Regions from separate parts of the Mus musculus genome. Here region 1 is linked to region 2. A link is a contact called in public Hi-C data. All regions are on one chromosome and are shown on one strand. Each heading gives the region's core, a stretch centred on a gene start, on an enhancer-like site or on the middle of the called end of the contact. The rest is flanking DNA. Distances are from core to core; before and after follow the strand shown.

Region 1 (5,836 bases), core at 2,824-5,323, 390 kb before region 2:
AGGACACATGCTCCACTATGTTCATAGGAGCCTTATTTATAATAGCCAGAAGCTGGAAAGACCCCAGATGTCCCTCAACAAAGGAATGGATTCAGAAAATGTGGTACATTTACACAATGGAATACTACTCAGCTATCAAAAACAATGACGTCATGAAATTCACAGGCAAATGGATGGAACTAGAAAATATCCTGAATGAGGTAACCCAAAAGAACACACATGGCATATACTCAATGATAAGTGGATATTAGGAAAAAAAGCTCAGAATACCCATGATACAACTCACAGACCACATGAAGCTCAAGAAGAAGGAAGACTGAAGGTTGAACAAAATAATCATAGTAAGTAGAGGGAGGGAGGGACCTGGGAGGTAGAGAGAAGGGGGAGAGGAAAGAAAAAGTGGGATAGGGTCAGGTGTGGGCGGAGACAAGGGAGATGTGCAGAGGGTCAGGAAATTGAACAGAGGTGTTTAGCAATGGGGGATAGGGAACTGTGGGTAGCAACAGAAAGCCCCAGATGTCAGGAAAGTAAGAGGCTCCCAGGGCCCAATGGGGATGGCATTAGCTTAAATACCCAACAAAGGGAGAGAGAGCCTGTAGACACCATATCCAAAGGTTAGGTGCCGTTAAGGGATAGGGCTTCTCACCCTTCTCAAAATTTTAACCCAGAATTGCTCCTGTTTAGAGGAAATTCGGGAACAAAGAGTGAAGCAGAGACTGAAGGAAAGGCCATCCAGAGACTGCCCTACTTGGGGGTCCATCCCATATGCAGCCACCAAATCCAGTCACTACTGCTGATGACAAGAAGTGCTTGCTGACAGGATCCTGATATAGCTGTCTCCTGAGAGGGTCTGCCAGAACCTGACTATTACAGATGCAGATGCTTGCAGCCAACCATCATAAGGGGACCCCAATGGAGGAGTTAGGGAAAGGACTGTAGAAGCTGAAGGGGCTTGCAACCCCATAGGAAGAGCAACAATATCAAGCAATCAGAACCCCCCCCCCAGAACTCCCAGGGACTAAACCACCAACCAAAGAGTACACATGGAGCCAGATGTTTTTGTAGCAGAGATGGCCTTATCTAGCATCAACAGGAGGGGAGACCCTTGGTCCTGTGAAGGTTCGATGCCCTAGCATAGGGAAATGCAAAGGCAGTGAGTGGAGAGTAGGTGGGTGGATGGGGGAGCACCCTCATAGAAGCAGGGGGAGGGGTGGGATAGGAAAAGGAGAAACCAGGAAGGGGAATAACATTTGAAATGTAAATTTAAAAAAATAACCAATAAAAATTAAAAGAGAGAGAGAGAGAGAGAGAGAGAGAGAGAGAGAGAGAGAAGATGGCAGCTGACATAATTATTCCTCAGGGCCAAAGCTTTAACTTAAAAGTTGGTAAACTATGATCTGAAAGTCGTAAGCAGCTCACTGCTTACTGTGGAAAACAGGGTTCACAAGTGCATAGCCATACCTCCTTCATATGCATTCTGCTTGTAGCTTCCTTCTCCCTACAAGGGAGGAGTTTACTGTGACGACCCCCCCCCCCTTCCAGGCTACAATATTTGTTTTGTGACTCTTTATAGACAGCTCTTCTACCCATTGTTCTAAAACAAAATTTGCCTTAGCCATAGCTAGATTTAAAGCCATGAACTCAACACTGTTCTTTGAGGATGAGGCATCCTTATATGGCAAGCCAGGACTTGCCAGGCCTAAGAGCTCCGGCTCCTATAGACAGCACTGTGTGGGATTGACAGACAGAGCTGCACGGGAAGGATCTGTCTCATTTGAAAACTCACCTCTTGTTCTCAACCTATGCCCTGGCAAGGGATGTGGAGGGTGCACAAGGATGAGTCAGCCCTCTTGCTTTACTTTGGTATTGGTATTTGATTTGTCTTGGTGGGATTTGTTTTTTTTTTCTTTAAAAATGTTTATTGTTTTGAGAATTTTACACATGTATATAATGTGGTGTAATCAAGTCTGCTTTGCATTATCTTCCTTCCAATCCCCCTGTCTCTCACCACCAGTCCCTCCCAACTTCATGTGTTCTTTAATTTTTTTTCCTACCAAGTGTACTTAGCACTGCCCACATGTTCCTGGGTTTAGGGACATCTACTGGATCATGGGTAGCCTCTAAGAGTGGGGGTGGGGCTCATCCTTAAAGGAAAGTGCCTGTCCCTCTCCCAGCAGCTGCCTGGCAGTAGCTTCTCAGCTAGACATGAAGACTCCATAAGCACTGCACCCCGTGCTGGGATCTTTGTCTGACTTGGTCTTGGGACCTGTCATAGCCTCTGTGAGCTCCTGTGTACAACTACTCTGTTATGCCTGGAAAGCACTGTTTCAGTGATCTCGCCATCCACTGCCTCTGCCTCTTAATCTCTCTACTCCCTCTTCTGAGATGGTCCTTGGGAGCAGGGTATGATACAGATATCCTACTTAGGGCTGAGGATTCTTGGTTTTTAAAAATGTCTACATCTGCCATCTTGGTCAACAAACAACTACAAAATGGTGTGAGAGAGAAGAGGGAAGAGGGCTTGTGGGTAAGGGAACAAGCCATTCAGAACTCCAGAGGCTTCAAACTTCAAACTTAAGAAAAGAGAGTCACTAATTCTGGGCTACAGCCAGGGTGCGCAAGGGTCACAGATCACCCAAGATCATCTGCCTTGTCAACCACTCTGTGGTCCTGAGACCTCTTCTTCTCATGGAAGGACACCATCTGTCCTCTGCTTAGAAGAGGACAGAGCTGGCAGTGTAAGTGTTCACGCAGAAGACAAGGGTCCCAGCCTGGTGGATCCAGAGTGGCTAGCTATGCATCCACAAGCTTTAGCCTGCCATGCTCAGAGCCCCTTAGGAGACCATCTGTGCCAGGTCTGGTATCTGCCCACCCTCCCATGTCCACCAGGGTGCATTATCCCAGATGTTCAGGGGCAAACCACAGACAACATCAGGAGTCCAGGCAGATTTGCATTACTTAAAAAAAGACTTGAAACACACACACACATGTCAATCAATGTAATCTGTCCAGCTGGCAAATGAAACCAGGCCTCAGGGAAATCCCAGATCAAACATATCCACCAGGAGCCAAACAATCTGGGGGCTTTGTCTGAAAGAGCTGTTGGTGCCAGAGGTCATGTGACCTCCCAGAAACGTCCTGCGCTAGGTCACTGGAGAGGAAAGCAACTCTCTACGTGAGAAAAACTCTGACTCTTCATTCTGATAAAAACATACTTTAGTTTAGTTTATACACATGAACCAGTCGGTCACAGGCCTGCATGGAAACCCTCAGGAATCAAGGGGCACTTCATCTCCTGCTTCCTTCTCCTCTGTCCCCTAAATTCAATAGTACATTTAGAACCAGTCCTCAAAGGGTCGGACAGCGACCTTGACTGCTGCGAGCCTCTGCCCTCACAATCTACCCGCCCAGGGGGGCGTGGCTAGGTTTAGAAGGCTGAGGACCACAAAAATCCACTGAAGAAGTGTGGGACGGCGACACACTGAGAGTCAGACCCTTCAGAGCAAGGCAGGGGTGAATTCTCGCAATCGTTTTCCTCCCTATTTTCATTTACCATTTCCCTAAGGTGCTACTGAGGTTACCATCCCAACAGATTTCTACTTCCAGTTTTGCATCTAGGCATCTCTGCTTGCAGGAACCTGAATCAATCCCCCTCCCACTCCATCTCTCCGGCGCTCAGACCCCGCCCACTTAAGATCCACAAGTGACAAGCAGGGCTGGTTGTGCCCAGTCTCTGTCCACGCAGAGATAGGATCAGCGCATTTCTCAGCTTCTTGTAAATAATTTCAGAGCCTCTCCTGTGCGGTGCATTTGCAGCAGCCAGGCGAGCTATCGTTCTCCATTTACTCCTCGCCAGGTGGCATTGATGAGGGCTTTTCTCCGCCTAGTTGAGCTGGCGCTTCTCAATAGGGAGGGCTATCTTCATAAATTTGTGTTTTTGGATCACCCACAGCTCAAAGCCCTGCTTTTGGTGTGTCAGTAATAACTGGCAGGTCTCTCTCAGGGGCACAGTGACTCAATCACGGACACAGTAGGTCTTGCTCTAAGCACAGCATCACCGCTCAGCCCACACACTCTCCTCTGTGATTCAGGACTGTGAACATCATCTGCTCCACCTGGGGCTCCAGTCTCTGCCCCCTAAATGTCTCTCTGTGTGATTAACTAGACAACTAACTTCAACTTACAACTAGAAATAGACATATTCCTTCAAAAAAAAAAAAAAAAAGATATTCACAGAGATGCTGTGAGCCAGAGAGCACATTGTGTTGAAGATGAAAAAAGTCAACTAAGAAAATATCTAGTTGGTAGCGGGCTTGCCTGTAAGTGTAAGGGCTAGAGCTTGATGCCTAATACCTACGCCAAAAAAAAAAAAAAAAAAAAAAAAGCCAGGAATGAGCTGGACAGTGGTGGCACACGCCTTTAATCCCAGCGCTTGGGAGGCAGAGGCAGATTTCTGAGTTCGAAGCCGAGGTCCAGGACAGCCAGGGCTACACAGAGAAACCCTGTCTTGAAAAAAAACTAACTAACTAACTAGCTAAATAAATAAATAAATAAATAAAACAAAAGCCAGGAATGATGGTGTGTGCCAGTTACCCCAACACTGGAGAGACAGACAGACAGACTGGTCCATGGGGCTCAGTTGTTTAAGCTGAATTGGAAGACCTGGGGCGGAGGGGGGAGTATGAAAGACCCTGTCTCAAAAACAAAACAGTAAAAAGCAGCTAAGGAATGACCCCCAAGCTTGCTCACACAGGAACATGTGACACACGTACACACACACACACACACACACACACACACACACACACGAGAGCATCCTTACACAAAATTTAGATGAGATGTACACCACCAAGACTCCATGTTTAATAAGGGAGACTGTTCAACAGTGTACAGAGCTCAGAGCCATTGAAAGTACAGATCACAGAAAGGCTTCTTTAGATCAAAGCTGAGCCCTCCCCTCCCCAGATTTGTGACCTAAGGCAATCAGACAGTCAGTATTCGAATCAGAAAATATGGCATATGAGTTCCTTTTTATCACAAACTGTCAGACAAACAACTAAAGAGGAATGCTTTAGCTCACATTTCAGAAGGTGTGGTCTACTATGGAAAGGCAGATGGAGCAGCAATTTCATATCAGGACAGGGAAGGAGAAAGGGGGATCTCTAACTTTGACCTTTAATTCCATGCAGGACCCTGTCCCAGGGAAAGAGCCACCCACACTCAGGACAGTCTTTCTCCCTTAGACATCCAGAAACACTCCCACAGACACACACAGAAGTCGTACCTCAGTCTCTTCTAAATCTGGTCAGGCTGGTAAAGGAGAGTGCCTGTTACATCTCCATAGAACTGAAAGCTCCCACTTGGATGACAGTGGGTGTTTGTAAATGATACCAGTCCTCTGAAGGAGATCAGGTGTCCCAGGAAACAGAAGCTGCATCTTCCACAGGTCAATGAGAGGGGAGATTTCTCTCCTGCTCATAGGACAGCTGCTGAGATGCAGAAGTGGCAAAGGGACATGGCTGAGACCCACACAGTGGCAGTGAGAAAAGGTTATTCAGGGTGTTCATTAAACACCCTTGGAGTTCTCAGAGCGGTTAGTGAGCGGGTACAGGAAACATAATACACAGAGGGCCTGCAAATGGCAAGCCATCCATTCCAGGTGGACCTACAACGTGAGTCTGCCTGAGTGCAGGCTGGTGGAGGACATTGAGGAGTCGGAGTTGTAATGAGGACCTAGAAGGAGCACCACACAGGGAGCACCAACCTGTCTTCTGCTATGCCCTTGTCAACTTGCACATGGATTCTGACTGTTCTCTGAGAGTGAGCCTTCCTTCCC
Region 2 (5,873 bases), core at 471-2,970:
AGAGGCCATGGACGGGTGCTGCTTACTAGCTTGCTCCTTATGACTTGGTCAGCTTGTTTTCTTATAGATCCCAGGACCACCAGCCTAGGAGTGGCACTGCCCACAATGGGCTGGGCCCTCCCCCATGAATCATTTAAAAATATGCCCTACTGGCTTACCTATAGTCTGATCAAGGCTCCCTCCTCTGATGACTCTAGTTTGTGTCAAGTTGGCATAAAACTAGCTAGTACAAGAAGCAGGACCCAGAAGAGAATTAGGGCCATTGGCTGAAAGACATAAGACAACCAGGACTTCTAAGAAGCTAAACATATTCTCTTAGGGAGTACAGGAAGGCTCTGTTAACATTGTGATTACCCTTGACACACTCATACCACCCTCATCCTAAACAATTCTGACAAACTGCTCTTGGAGTCATCAGACTCAGATCATTCCTGCTTTAATTAAGATAAAGTGAGCTTTTAAAGTCAGAGTCCAGCCAGTTTTGGACTTTTTTTTCTTCTTCTTTTATTTAAGTATTCACTGGGGAAACACTCCAGATGGGACAGGCAGGAGTGAAGAGGAAAAGTGATCACCAGGTCCCAGAGTAGGGAGGATGCTATGAGGAATATTTAGCTAGGCAGGATAGGCTCTAAATTCCTCCTTGCCCTAATTGTTCCTCCCCCATCTCTGGTCTGATGTCCTTCCTCCCGCCATCTGTTTTCTTTATGGCATTTATCACTACCTGCCTCTGTGTTCATTTATTTATTTTATTTATTGCTTTTCCTTTGCCTGTTCGGTGAGTGCAAGGGCTTTGTCCTATTGACCGCTACATCCTCCGTCTCAGATCAATGTCAGGTATTTAGTGGGCACTTAAAAATTAGCTGCTAAAAAACGAATTACGGAAGACAACAATTGGTTGAATCTCTGTCATATGCTAGGCCCTGTCCTTGAGGATGCTACAAGGATGGTAGTGGAGATAGGCCCGAAAATAAACACACCATGGTTCCACTCCTGATGTTACTGAAGCATATCCAATGCGCTGCAGGATCCTCAGGGCTGGAAAACTCCCGGGGTGTGCAGGGCCCTGGGAAGACGTTCCTAGTATGCTAGGGAGCCAGGCGGATCTGCAGTATAAGCAGCTGGAGACTGACGACCCGGCTCCTCGCTTCCCTCGGCCTCTCAGCATCTTCTTTTTCCTGTCCGTTGGGACCTTCACCTCTCCTCGAGTGCGCGTTGCAGGATCTGGGCGCCGGCGGGGCGCTCACGTCGTGGGACCCCAGTACATCTTCTCCCACCTCCGGAGAGCCAATCCCGGGTTTTCCAGCTTGCTTGCCCACTACCTGCGAGACCTCCACCTGCAGGTTGAGCCCCAGCCGCGGGCCAGCGCCCAGGTCCTCGCCCCCTGCTTGCAAAACAGAGCGCAGCACCCCGCCCCGCCCCCTCCGCCTGCGGGACCCCAGCCCCGCCCCGCCCCCGCGGCCCGGCCGCTTCATTCCGGGGGGGCGGGCCGGGAGCTGCGCTGTCTGCAAGGCGGGGAGATCTAGGCTGGGAGGCGGAGCGGCTCCGACATCGACCAATCACCGCTGCGATCACATCCATGCAAATACGAGCACAATGGAGCAAGCCCATCACTCGCTCCTGCAAGCAAGCTTGAAACGGGCTTCTGTCTGATCGGCAGCCCACACGACCAATGAACCTGTGTTTTGGGCAGGCGAAACCCAATAGCGCGGCAGGGAAGGCGGGCCCAAGCTGGGTTAGGGTGTCCTTGCAGGGTGTCTGAGCTAAACTTCACCAAATAATAGCTGTTTGTATTTTGGCTGCTGCAGGAGCCATTTTAGGTAAGTTCTTCTCTTAACTTTTTATTTTCCTGCCTGGCCCCGACAAGCTGGGCTTGCCCGCGGGGACCCTGTCTCCGCCCCGCTGGCCGGGATGGGGCTGCCCTATGAATGGAGCGGGGCTGAGGGGCCGCGGCGGCGCGAGGCCCGGCCGGGCAGGGGTCCGAGCGCGGCCGCGGGCGTTCGGCCAGGCCGAGGGCCCCGAGGCCTGAGGCGAGGGGTTTGGCGTCCGCCCCTCCCGGCTGCCGCGCGCTCTGGCCGCCCGCCCTCCGTCCTTGGGAGAGCGCCACTGCGGGGCCACGCGCCCAGGCTTGGGGTCCTGCTTCAGACCCCAAGCGCGGGCCTTTGCGGCGGGGCGGGGCCTGCCAAGGCTTCCCAGGGGACCCCGGCGGCCCACGGCGCGTGAGGGCCACCCCCGCGCCCGCCAGCCGCTACCGCCCCCGCGGAGAAGTTGCTCCGCTCCGCGTCCTGCGTCTGTTTGCAGGGGTGGAGGAGGGTGGGCCGGTGCCAGGCTGCTGCTCCGGGAGGGGGCGGGGGCCCCGGCGCGTCCCCGGGTCGCGCGCCCCTCCGGCCGGCTCCTCACGCACTAACGCGCACTCGCCCCCGAAAATTTGAGCCCTCAAGACTCCAAGCCACCAAGCTACCCCGCTGCCAAGTTTGGTGCGTTATTAGATTGCATGTTAGAGCTTGCAAAGAAATTAGAGAGAGGGAATATGAAAAAAAAAAAAAGAAAAAAATCTGTTTCCTTCAGGGTATTTATTTCTCTTCTCTGTTGAGAAGTAACGGAGGAATGTCCTTCCTAAAATTTCCAGGGACCATGCCTGTCAGATGTGGAGAGGGGTTGGCAGCTCCTTGGGTTTTAAAACGAGGTTATTAGGAAATCCCCGCACTAGTGAGATAATTGAAATGTGAGTTTGTTTGCAGCTTCAGTTTTATTTGATCCAATTAAAAATGCATAAGCATGCACTTTATATTTGTGTACATAGAGTATTCCTAGTTTCAGTTATGACTAATATGACTGTGGTTTCACGAGTGTGGGATCTAATAAGGCAGTATAATTCAATTTTGAGCTCGTAGGCCCGTGTTCTCCAAATTAGGCTTTATAGACCATTAGTAATCTGGCCAAGGTTTCTAGAGAGTCTCTGGCATCTCTGAGCATCTTTCTCCGGGGCTTGTTTGTGCCTTTTTTGCCACCCCTCAAGAAACTGTTCATTTCTGCTGTAACAGATCCATGAACAGAGAAAATAGATATTTTAAATATTGACAGTTTTCAAGAGTGTCTGAAATATTTTGCCTAGGATTTGATTATTTCCCAAATGGTATATAAGAATACCATGCCAGTAGGCCCTCATATTGGCATACTCCATGGGGATCTGCTTATGGTGCTTTTGGAAAAGTCTGGACAGACACCATGCTTTCTTTCAGAGCTCTGAGTGCTTGACTTATTGTAAGGGAGTGAGCGGGTCTGTCTCATTCACTGTGGGTAGCACAGTAGTTTAGTTGGAAGCCAAGTTGGAAGATCAGGTTGGCAGCCTCTGAGAGAGTTTTTTGTGAACTTTGTGGTTCTCTGGCAACAGAAGGATTTGAGATGTGTGTATGATAAAATGATTAGGCATGAGTTGTCATGTAGCCTGGTTTATGCCAACCAGAGCAGGTGGTTTCACATAAGGGGTGTATCCATCCCTTTAACCAAGGGCCTGGGAAAATGTGAAGCGGTGTGACTTAATTTGGAGTTCCTTCTGTCCCAAGATTTCATAGATGGATTATTAATGTTTTGTATTTAAACTAACCCAAAGACTAGGAAGATGGCCTGTGTGGTAAAGTGTTTGCCATGTTAGCATTAAGACTCAAGTTTGTATCTCTAGCATCCACATTAAAAAATCAGGCATTATGGCTAACTCCTGTCATCTCTGGGGCTTGTGGGCCAGCCAGCCAACCTAGCTGAATTGGCAAACTCTAGAGTGAGAGACCTTGTCTCAAAAAATGTGGTAGTAAGATTGAGGAAGAAACATTTGACATTTGGCCTCCATGTGCACAGGCGCACTTACCCAAGCACACACAAAAAGCTAACCTGTACATATCCCTACCCTCACTCTGTTGTTTGGGAATCTCTGCTTATAGTAAGTAGTTTGAAGTGGTTTTTTTTTTGTGTGTGTATGTAGTCTGTCTTGGTGAAATGACATTGGTTTTGTGGTCTCCGATGTTGCAGTTTCTCTGGAGTCACGATCTTTATTTTTTGTTTTCTTTTCTTTTCCCCCCTTTCTACCACAACTTTCAAGTATCTTTATAATTATTTTTATAGTGGTGTAATAGGAGGCCCCTGACTCTTCTCAGTATATGACTTCAGGCTAGAAGTTGAAAAACCAGTTAGAAGTGGAGTGAGAGAACCAGAGTTAGGCCTTCCATTTCAGGAAGATCTGCAGGAGATTTCTTTGTATTTATCAGTATACTTTCCTTGTAACTGTCTCAAATAGCAAAGAATATTTAGCAGGGCTGTATCTCTTTAGGAACCACATTAAATTTGTGATTTTTTTTTTCCAGCTGAATATCGCAGAAGGTTAATCAGAAACAGTATGTCCTGAGACCACTATATTTTGAAGATTCTTTGGTTTAAATTTAAAAAATATTTTTGGTTTTCTGGAAGCATGGCTTAATCCCAACCGAGTTTGTGATCATTTTCTCTTGTGTTAAAACCATGGAGCGGGGTCCTGTCCTGTCATTGCATGTGCCCTCCAACTTATGTGGGAAGTCTGTTGGGAAAGACCAGTGGGTCTACATGTGCCCTTTGAATAGGTTATTGGATTCAGTCTCTCCCTGCAGAAATACCTTTGCTACAGGACAGAGATGGTATCCACATCCAATGAAGAAACTGCTTTCTTTAGTCCCTTTTCCCCAGTGGTTGTACTGCTTATTGCAAAGCCTGCAATAGTTTGGTTCTTAATAAATACTTATGTTTCTTCTACTTCCATCCCTCATAAAAGCTGTGATTTAGTTTGAGTAAAAAGCTACAGTGGATTTCCTGGGGTTGCCTGCATTTTCCTATACCAGATTATTATACTGCGGACTCCAAAATACATAAAGTAATAGTTAGGGTTTGGTGTCTGTTCCTTAAGGAATATTTTATTTGCAGTGGAATGTGAGACACTTGAGACAAGCAGCAGAGAACCAGCACTGATTGGAGAGATACCCGGTGTGCATCTAGCACTCAGCTAAGGACAGGGGCCATGGGTGTAAATGCCTTTGCTTTCTAACCATTTCATGAAGCTGGGCAGCAGCTCACTGGGATGAAGTATCATGTTCAAGGCCACCAACTCTGGGTAGAATTTGAACCCAGATCCAAAGTAATTCCTTTGGATCCAAAGATGACTTCAGAAGCTTGAGTGTACCGTCTTGTTTTAGTCGTATGGTGCGAGGTCAACAACCATGCCTTTCTAAGTCTGCATCAGGCTTGCTTTTCCATTTCAAGAATCTATCACCGAAAGGGGGACATACAGCGAGGGCACGGCTTGCCCGCCTTCCCCGCCCGAGGTGCACTTCGGAGTTCAGAAGAGTCTAGTGCACAGCAGTCATGGCATGCAGAGGGAGAATGGAGTCACTTCCCCTGCCAGAATGTTCTTTTCTTTTGTTTGTGTTGTGGAGGCGTTGATACTCTCATGAGAAATTCTGCTACTTCCATAAAAGTCCTGAAGGTAGTAAAATAGAGTTATTTTAAAATGTCCATTGCTGTTCCCATCCTGAACTAAATGGTTTGGATAAAATCCAGAGACAAATGCTTTGCAGTACCTCTTGTTTGTTGGTTTCTATAGCTTGTGGTAGAGTTTGTGTGCCCTCAGTGCTCTTTATGTCCTTTACCATTCTTACTCTACTCTGGGACCTTTAGAATATATAAGACACATATGACATGACTTAAACTCCTTTTTGGAAGTTTTTTTTTTTTTTTTAACTTTGAACGTTTTTCCCCTCTGTAATCATGAATGACTTAATTAAAAAATATTTTATGGCCGGGCAGTGGTGGCGCACGCCTTTAACCCCAGCACTTGGGAGGCAGAGGCAGGCGGA

The links. Hi-C and Micro-C count contacts between places; a contact is called where the count stands out from the background.
Region 1: a contact with region 2 is called in a Hi-C map of cerebellar granule neurons, with 1.6 times the contacts expected there. The contact joins the enhancer-like site here to the promoter of Chd6 in region 2. A contact is called at or near these places in 1 of 39 promoter capture datasets (pre-B cells), 5 of 484 Hi-C or Micro-C datasets (cerebellar granule neurons, cortical neurons, muscle stem cells and 2 more) and 1 of 115 datasets of contacts at active chromatin or transcription factors (bone marrow-derived macrophages).

The regions. Positions count from the first base shown.
Region 1 is chr2:161,496,853-161,502,688 of GRCm38.p6, reverse strand. No RefSeq gene overlaps it. Among named protein-coding and RNA genes, the nearest start is that of Gm35374, 110 kb to the right of the region's middle. Within about 2 kb of position 4,073, at least 19 of the 459 cell types and tissues checked have an H3K27ac peak or open chromatin away from gene starts, as enhancers often do. A contact at or near this core is called in cerebellar granule neurons, where this site is marked.
Region 2 is chr2:161,104,933-161,110,805 of GRCm38.p6, reverse strand. It overlaps Chd6 (chromodomain helicase DNA binding protein 6), which reads left to right and starts at 1,720. Exons shown (of 37, transcript NM_173368.3): 1 at 1,720-1,817.